2 separate regions of the Gossypium hirsutum genome follow, and region 2 is linked to region 1. A link is a contact called in public Hi-C data. All regions are on one chromosome and are shown on one strand. The core of a region is the stretch at or near the end of the contact, and the rest is flanking DNA. Distances in the headings are between cores, read along the strand shown.

The links. Hi-C and Micro-C count contacts between places; a contact is called where the count stands out from the background.
Region 2: a contact with region 1 is called in a Hi-C map of leaf, with 3 times the contacts expected there. The contact joins two enhancer-like sites. A contact is called at or near these places in 5 of 34 Hi-C or Micro-C datasets (all in leaf).

The regions. Positions count from the first base shown.
Region 1 is chrA09:71,145,205-71,149,617 of Gossypium_hirsutum_v2.1, reverse strand. No RefSeq gene overlaps it. Among protein-coding and RNA genes, the nearest start is that of LOC107889522, 5.0 kb to the right of the region's middle. Within about 2 kb of position 2,022, at least 5 of the 9 cell types and tissues checked have an H3K27ac peak or open chromatin away from gene starts, as enhancers often do. A contact at or near this core is called in leaf, where this site is marked.
Region 2 is chrA09:71,229,798-71,234,366 of Gossypium_hirsutum_v2.1, reverse strand. It overlaps LOC107889516 (bZIP transcription factor TGA10), which reads left to right. Exons shown (of 11, transcript XM_016813962.2): 9 at 54-325; 10 at 629-868; 11 at 2,490-2,843. The coding sequence ends at 2,642. Among protein-coding and RNA genes, the nearest start is that of TRNAK-UUU, 3.2 kb to the right of the region's middle. Within about 2 kb of position 1,571, at least 1 of the 9 cell types and tissues checked has an H3K27ac peak or open chromatin away from gene starts, as enhancers often do. A contact at or near this core is called in leaf, where this site is marked.

The DNA.
Region 1 (4,413 bases), core at 773-3,272:
ATTTTATTAGTTTAGTTTAAACTTTCATAGGAGAAAGACTTAGTAAGAGAGTTGAATCTAGATAATTGTAAGGTAGTGAGGTTGCAACGAGTTTAGTGACTTAAGCTTAAATTATCTCTTGTACTTTTGAATTATAGTGAGATTATTCTCTGAGCAAGACCTTGAAGATGTATGAAGAGGTTCTGAATCACGTAACCAATTACTGTGTTCCTTGCTTTATTTTTCTAGTTTAAATTGTTTCCTAATCAACAACTCAACACTAGTAGTGTGGGCATCTTCTCAATAGTTCCTTAAATCACTCTCAAGACTTATACAAGGATTTAGAATTATATTGCATAAAGCTAGATAAGTCATTTCTCTACTTAGTAGCCTTGATGGGTGGAAAGTACTAAGACAACAATTGGGCAACTAGCTTATCCCATGTGTCTATATAACCTTGAGGTAATGAATCTTTGAGCATCATCGATGCCATGTCTACTAATACAATGACTAGCAATAATTTAGAAATCACAACTTTGATCTATACGGGTGTCATAATTGTAACTTGTAACTTCTTACAATATCCTTGCAATGGCTTACGTGTTCTGTGAGCTTTATCTACATAAGTACTAAATGCCATGTAATCAACATTTTACTTATAGATAAAGATAAAGAAAGATCTCAATATTTATTATTAAATTGTAATAAAATCAATACAATCAAATATTGTTTAGTGCTTACATGATTTGAATTGCTTGTAAGGATTACACTAATATTGTTTTCATAAAAAATATTGATTTGATATCTACAAGTATCTCTATACATATTAACCTATGAGATTGGTTGTACACATCATACGTATCGAGGCCTAAATGTGCCAGTCTTTAAGCATTATTGATGCACTGCTCAACAATACGATGACAAAAAATAATTTTGAAATAAAAAATTTAATCTGTAAAGATCTAATGACTATAACTTTCAATTACTTTGCAAAATCAATAATGTTTTATAAGGATGTGTATAATTGAATTAATCGATTATAGTAAAGTAGTTTGATTAATTGGTTGGCCATTAAAAATAATTTTTTTGGGGATTGATTTTTTTTTTTAAATTTGATTATCAATTAATTTGATTTGAAAGTGGTTAATTACCTCAAATAACCACTTCACCCAAATTAATAATAAAATTAAATTTATATATATACAAGCGTATGGGCTAAAAAACATATATACAAGCCCAATAGAATGGCCTAAGAAGCTTAAATCCCAAATGCAAAGAGCTTGTAGAAGTGGGCCGAAGAAAAACAATTAAGAGTTTAACTTTAGATAAAACATAAAGAAAAAACCTCGAGAACCCTAAACTAATACACTGTCAGGCTTTTTTTCCCCCTTAATCCTATCAACTAATCACTCCCTCTTTTGAGGTTCGACAGCTCCACTGTTGTAAGGTCGAAATCCTATCATTTTGTGCTTATTTTTAGTGATTTTTGTTGTACTATATTGTTTTTAGTTTTCTCTAATTATGTATCCTTTGAAAAAATTTCATTTTAAGTAAGAAATAATATACTGATGAGTTTCAAATATTGCTCCAGAAACATGATAAATATTTCAAACATTAGATAAATTAATTAGAGCACTGAACAGTTTCGAAGATGATAATTATTATGAAAATTATTAAAAGCATTGGTCAGTTTAAATTGAAAAAAAAATCCCATAAAAAGGGAAAAATTGTTATAAAAATAGACGGAATTAAACTAAGTTAGATTGATTGGATTAATAATTTTCTCAAGTAAAGAAATAACAATTAAACATTTTGAAATTTCTATTAATTCGATTAATAAGAACAATCCTAATGTTGCATTATATTAAACAAATAACACTGCAAGGGAATTATGATTGGCTTCTGGGCTTAGGCTTAAAATTTTGGAACAAGACAAGGAACAGTAATGAGAATATTCTTAGGGAGGGAAATGGAGAGAGCCTAACAGCTGGGTGACATACTAAGGGATGGGGTTTAAGAAGAGCTATTCCGGCTTTTTCCTCCATATTAACCCCGCTGTTTGCTCCATTCCAATCAAAACATTGCATCATTACGGCAAGGACTGTTGGGGACAACCTGTACTGCTAGTGAAGCTCCAGGGCAGCTTCTTCTTCCACTCCCAAATGGCAACAGGCTGAAGTGTTGTCCCCTCGCATCCAAAAACTGCTTCTTTCCTTGCCTCCACTCTCTGGTCTGAACTCAAGTGGGTTTTCCCATTGATTGGGATCCCTGCCAAGACCCCATACATTGACAAACACCCTGGCTCCTTTTGGGATTTCATAACCATCAATGCTGCAATCTTCTGTTGACTCCCTCACAACTAATGGTCCTGCAGGATGAAGCCTCAATCTTTCCTTTACTAAAACGTGGAAATGAAATTCTTGGACAAGTTAGAAGGCTACAAAAATAAGAGATATTACATTATCATTTTGATCATGATATATGGAAAATAAAAGCATTAGCTTGATGCTTACCTTTCTCCTACCTGTTTTCTTCATTATCTCAAATTTTAAATCAATTCGATGATTGGAAATCAAGCCATCCAATATGTAAGCAATGGTGTCATATACCGGCCGGCATGCTTTCTCCTTTAATTTCTAAATAACCTATTGATTTAAATAGATGTATAATTAATGCATAAAGGTATCTTTTAAGACGGAGAAATTATTTTATAAATTATTTTTATCACATCATTTATAGTTCCTACTAATTAAAAATAAATATATATCTTTTTTTTTTTACATTATTCACGATTTCTCCTTACCAATTGTATATATAAAGTGAAAAAAATAATATGTTTATTTTTAATTGATAATAGCTATGGATGATGCTGTAAGAAGTGTTAATAAAATGATTTTTCTTAAAAATAAAATCGTTTCTTTTAGAATTAGTCGTTCATTTTATTGTTGTATAATGATATGGAAGCGAGTAAAGAAATCTACAGTTGTGTGTGAAATAGAAAACTACATATGCAGAACCGTGGTTTCAATTGAGTAGGCATTTCCCCACATCATTTTCCAGGTTTTATTTACAAGTATTTGATTAATCTTTGGAACTATTAAAGGAAGGCTCTATAATTTTTTTTCCCTAATTTTTCTCAATAGGTCATTTCAATGTAATAATTTGTCAACGTATTGTTTTCTTGCCTTGCTGCTACTGAAAGACGCATGAAGTACTAGAGGCCCAAAACTTATAATATAATAATTTCTTGATATAAAAAAAAATCTAATTTGTTAGAATTTGATTTTTCATAAAAGTTAGTCTAATTATTAATAAATGCATAAATTTATAATTTTTTATTAATTTGTTACATATAAATTTGTTAGAATTTAATTCTCATATTTCATAAAAATTAATAAGTTAATCCAATTATTAATTTATTTCATATAAAAATTATTAAGTTAGTAGATGGCTTTGCCTTTGAGACTCATGGACTGAGGATAGTGCATCCATAGATTTTTATACATTGCATTATTCTTTTAAGGAAAATTTTTGATGTACTACTGGTGTATAAGTTTTATTCACCATCAGTAAATAATAATATGACACCTTATCATTAAATAAAATAAAAATAGTAAAAAATTTATAAATAAATACTAATAATTTTATTTAAACATAATTAAATAATAAATAATTATTAAAACTCTATGCCCAAGATCTTAGACCCTAAACGTAAGATCTTAAACTTTTAAATCCAAGATCCTAAATCTAAAAGTTATTAATATTTATTTATAATAGTTATAATATTTAAATAAAATTATTAGTATTTATTTACAAGTTCTCCATATTTTTTTGTTTAACTTAATGATGATGTGTCATGTTATTATTCACTAACGTGGATGAGACTTATGCACCTACAATCAATGTTTTTTAAAGTGGACTGGCGCTCAAACCGATTAGGCCACAATCCGCCAGTCCTACTGGTCTAATTAAAAAATTATTAAAAATTTAAAAAAAATTTAAAAATTCTAACTCAACCATCAATTCAACTAGTTTTAACTGGTTCAATTGAATTCTCAATCTAACTCGTTCAAAATTACCTTTCAAGTCAGTACTCTAGCCAATTTCCAATCTAATCAACTCACCAGCCGGTCTACTACATACAATACATTATTGACTACATACATGAAATATATATCCTATTTTTTTTACTATTTACAATTAATTATTATATTTATTAGTACAAAATATAGATAATTATTATATTTCATAATATCTTCACGATTCATATGTTAATATCTATTTCGCAAATTAAAATATATAATAAAGACAAATAAAATTTTAAGAAAAATGACATGATTATATACTTTGAAGTCTTTTGTTAATCTTTTATAAATTTAATTTTATCTAGTATTATAATTAATCAGATGTATATTATTTATATTTGTAGTTGTG
Region 2 (4,569 bases), core at 322-2,821, 85 kb before region 1:
TGAGTTTTTAATGGCTATATATATATATATCAACTGAAATTTATATGGTTCAGATGCTGCCTTGTTTGACATGGAGTATACAAGATGGCTAGAAGAGCATCATCGACTAATGTGCGAGCTTAGGGCCGCAGTTCAAGAGCATCTACCGGAGAACGAGCTTCGTATCTTCGTGGACAACTGTTTAGCACACTTGGACCAAGTGATGAACCTCAAAAGCATGGTGGCTAAAACGGATGTCTTTCACCTTGTTTCTGGCATGTGGAAGACTCCCGCTGAACGATGTTTCATGTGGATGGGCGGTTTTCGCCCATCTGACCTCATCAAGGTACCTTAACACACTAAATTCTAATCACTACCATACATCTATTGTAAAAACTCTAAGAATAATCCCACTAATTATATTCATTTTCCTCTATATTTCACCTATTTTGTTTTCCTCTCCCTCTCTATAAAGTCTTTCCCCGTTGTATATTTCCCTGGACATTCAAAAAATGTGGGATATTAGTGAAAAAGTAGGATATTTTGAGACAAAGCAGGAGGCAAGTGGTGCTTTTAATTGCATGAATGCAAAACCTAGAAAATCCCTATTATTACTCGTGTTTTTTAATTATTATTATTTTATTTTCAGGTGATACTGAATCAGATAGAGCCACTGACGGAGCAGCAGATAATGGGGATATGTGCCTTGCAGCAGTCGACACAGGAAGCTGAAGAAGCTCTAACACAAGGCTTGGAAGCTCTGAACCAATCTGTTTCTGATATTATAACATCTGATTCACTGAGCTGCCCTCCTAACATGGCTAACTACATGGGCCAAATGGCTGTCGCCATCAACAAGCTCTCCACCATTGAAGGTTTTGTTAGACAGGTATGCACTCCATCTTGTATACTCCTACTACTATGATATTATTATGGTTTGATTTTCTCTGTGCTTGTGGACCCCCCAAGCCTCATCAATGATGATGAATTCAGGATCATCAAGATATGTGTGGGAAAAAATTCTGGTTAAACCTAACCCCTCCCCCCTCATGCTTTCCATGAAATTACTCCATCCGTGTCTCCTCATGCTGATGTGGTGGTTCCATTAACAAAGCTATTATCCACATAAGATGACTGGATCCTTTCATGCATTTCTATGAAAGTGACATCTGCATGTAGTACGTAGTCTTTTGGGTTTTAAACTTCGCATGCCATCTAAGGACCATCTAAAAAGAACTCAGCTTGTCTGATTTAGGAGGTTTCCCTATCCAAGTATCTGCAACAGACTAGTATATGTTTATAGCATGCCGTTCAAGACTTAAATCACTTGCAGTAGAAGAATCAAACTCTATTTCATTTACCTAGGAATTGTAACAATGGGTGTGCCTAAAGCAAGCATGGCAATTTGTCGACAATAATGAACTTGTCACCTGATGGGCAGTATAAATATGAAAAAGCTATAACCAAGTCAAAAGAATATTTGCATTTTCACGTGCTTTCTCTTTCCTCTGGTAAGTAATGTATATAGATATCGACATCAAAGCTCAAACGAGATCCCTCGTGCCCGTATGTTGATGTCATAGTCATAACCGTTTGACTTAAAGACATCACATCCTTTTTGACTATTCTTTCAATTTTAGGCCGACTCTACTCTCCCACATCCCCCACATCCGTCCATCCTTTGCTCACAGTGAACTTAGAGTTATGGTAATTCTGGGATTAGGGCATTTCTAGTTCAACATTTTGAAGATTTAGGATAGGTGGGGTCGTAGGCCCTTTGAAATTATTGGTCCATCACTAGGAAAAGAAAACGAATCCTAAACAATTTAGGACCCTTTAAAGTCAATTGTGTAAGCAAGATGTTCACCTAGAGGACAACATGTTCATTAAAAGCCTAGTTAATTGACCACATTTTTATATTCCTAAGCTGACTTATGGCTACCCTTAAATTTTCAGGTCTCTCTAGGTAAGTAGTTACCATCATTACGTTTCTTTGAACCAAGGGTAGAAATTAAAATGAAATTAAACAAGTATTAAGTGAAGGTTTCAAATATGATCACCATGGAATTATCTTTTACATATATGTCAAAACCCTTCTAGACAAGGTAAGTAGAAACCATACCCCACAAGTAAATTTGAACTCAGAAAATGAAAATACCCTAAATTATTCCTTTTTTTCAACCTCTCTATCCCTTAATTTCCCATTTTGACAATCAAAACACCCATATGGTGCCATAAAGTCAGGGGTTGATAGCCAATGTGAAGTTTAAGTAAGCAAATTTATCTTCAATTCTACCCTCAAAGTCAAGTTAATACATGTTTAGTCTTAATGTTACCTTTCAAGTTATTGACTATGTAACATGTAATTTTTTTTCTTTACAATTTACAATTATATGAAAACTTTATAAAATTCAACTTTTTCCATTGATACATATAATACCTAAAATTTTTCCTAGCATATATATTTCCGATAATTTGCTTTTTAAAAAAATGTTTAAAAAAACTTACAGGCGGATAATCTGAGGCATCAAGCCATACTCCGATTACATCAAATCCTGACGATTCGTCAAGCTGCAAGATGTTTGTTGGCGATCGCCGAGTACTTCCATCGCCTAAGAGCTCTGAGCTCCCTTTGGTTGGCTCGACCTCGAGAAGACCAATAAAACCCTAGCTCTTTTAATTAAAATTATTATTGTCGTCTTTGATATTTTCCCCTTTCTACATAGAGAGATGTATAGATAGACTAATAGTTAAGAATAGATTCAAATTTAAATTAAAGAATTAGAAATCTCTTTCATATTATACTGATTTTTCTTGACAAGAATTTCCGGAAAAGGAAAAATAAAACAATGATTTTGCAGCCATTTCTGACTTATTAGAAAGAGATGGAACAGGTTAAGAAGAAGAAAAGGGCATTGAGAATAGAGAAAAAAAAGTTGGTGTTTTCTGATGTATTTTGTGCTGTATTTTTGCGTTTATTATGACAAACACTAAATTAACTTGTTTTAAGAGGAAAAACGAGATGCCGAGTGTTGAATCATACAAATTTAACTTTCATCTTAATATTTTTATAAAATTTATGTAATTAAAATAATTAAGACGAAAAAGTTAAAAAAATTGACCTTGGAAATATCAAAGTCACATTTTTACCGAGACAGGGAATAAATGTCATACATCCTTTGGATAATAATTTTGCAATGCATGTAAAAACCTTCTGCCCCCTCCACCGTGTCTCTCTTTATGCCCTACCAGTAAAATTTCCACACGTGGCTAAACTTAATTTAAATTAATGTTTTTTACTTGAACGTCTTGACGGCAAAACTCGATAACTTGTCCCTAAACATAGAAAAGAAAAATAAATGCATTATAAAGAGAAGAAGAGGTGACTTTGAAACATTAATCAATTAAAATTTCCATTTCAATTAATCACTTGGTAGCAGCGGCGGTGAGTGGTGCAAGGCTGGGCGGCTTGGCAGGGCAGTGGGACAGCTGGCCGGAATAGGATGGTGGCAGGACAGGGGAAGCAACAGCCGAACGAGGAAAGGGAAATAATGTAAAAGAAGAAAAAAAGAAATTGCAGCTTAAGGACCTCTTACTTTTAAGTGTGTTTTTTTTTTACCTTTCAATAAACCAACTTGAATTTTTGTCCTCTGCTAAAAGAGCTGTCCTCCTCTGGTTTTTTTGTCTCTTTCTCTGCTTGATGTTTGAATTGCAAGCCAAATATTGTTAAAGTAACTCCATTGCAGTCTTTTGCTTATGTTCATCTTCTACAAGCTTCATGGCTTCACTCTCATGCTTCACTCTTGCAATCACAAAATTGATTCCTTGATATATGTCTACATAAAGCTTTCTTTTTCTTCAACAAAGATTGGCTTCCCTTTTATCAATTATTATTAAATGGATGAATTTAATTTTTATATTAAAAAAAAAGCTACATAAAACATAACAGAGTTAAATTTAGTGTTTAAAAAATGACAGAGAAATTATTTTTAATTACTCTTCAACTTCAAATAAAAGATTTCACATAGAAAAGCATTAAAACTTTAATTATATTAATTAAATAGTAATATAAACTTCATTGCTATTTGACCTGCCATTTTATTTTTTCTCATCAAAAGAAATTTTATTAAAATAGAGAAAAAGGAATACAAATACCACGCAAACATGAAGAATATTGCTAAAGACAACAACATTATATCCTAGCACTAGACGATATTAATGAAAAACGACCCATAAACGTCTTGATCTTAAATCAAACACTGTAACGAAATCCTTAAGTGCAAAGGAGGACAAAAACCAACAACACAAATATCTCACATCTATATATTATCAAACACCAAAAAAATCTTATCTCAAATTAATAATATACTTATGTTTAGCAAATTTGTAGTGATTTTGCCGATATGTTCATGGACATGGATTTTTTCTGCTCATCTTTCTTTCTTTAAATATATTTATAAAATTCTGATGAAAGATTAAAAAATACGTAAAAGTAGTTCATTAACTAAACTAATATTTCTTTTTGGAAAAATTAGAGTTAACAATTCAAAATATAACTACTTTTTAAAATATTGTTTATTAATATATAAA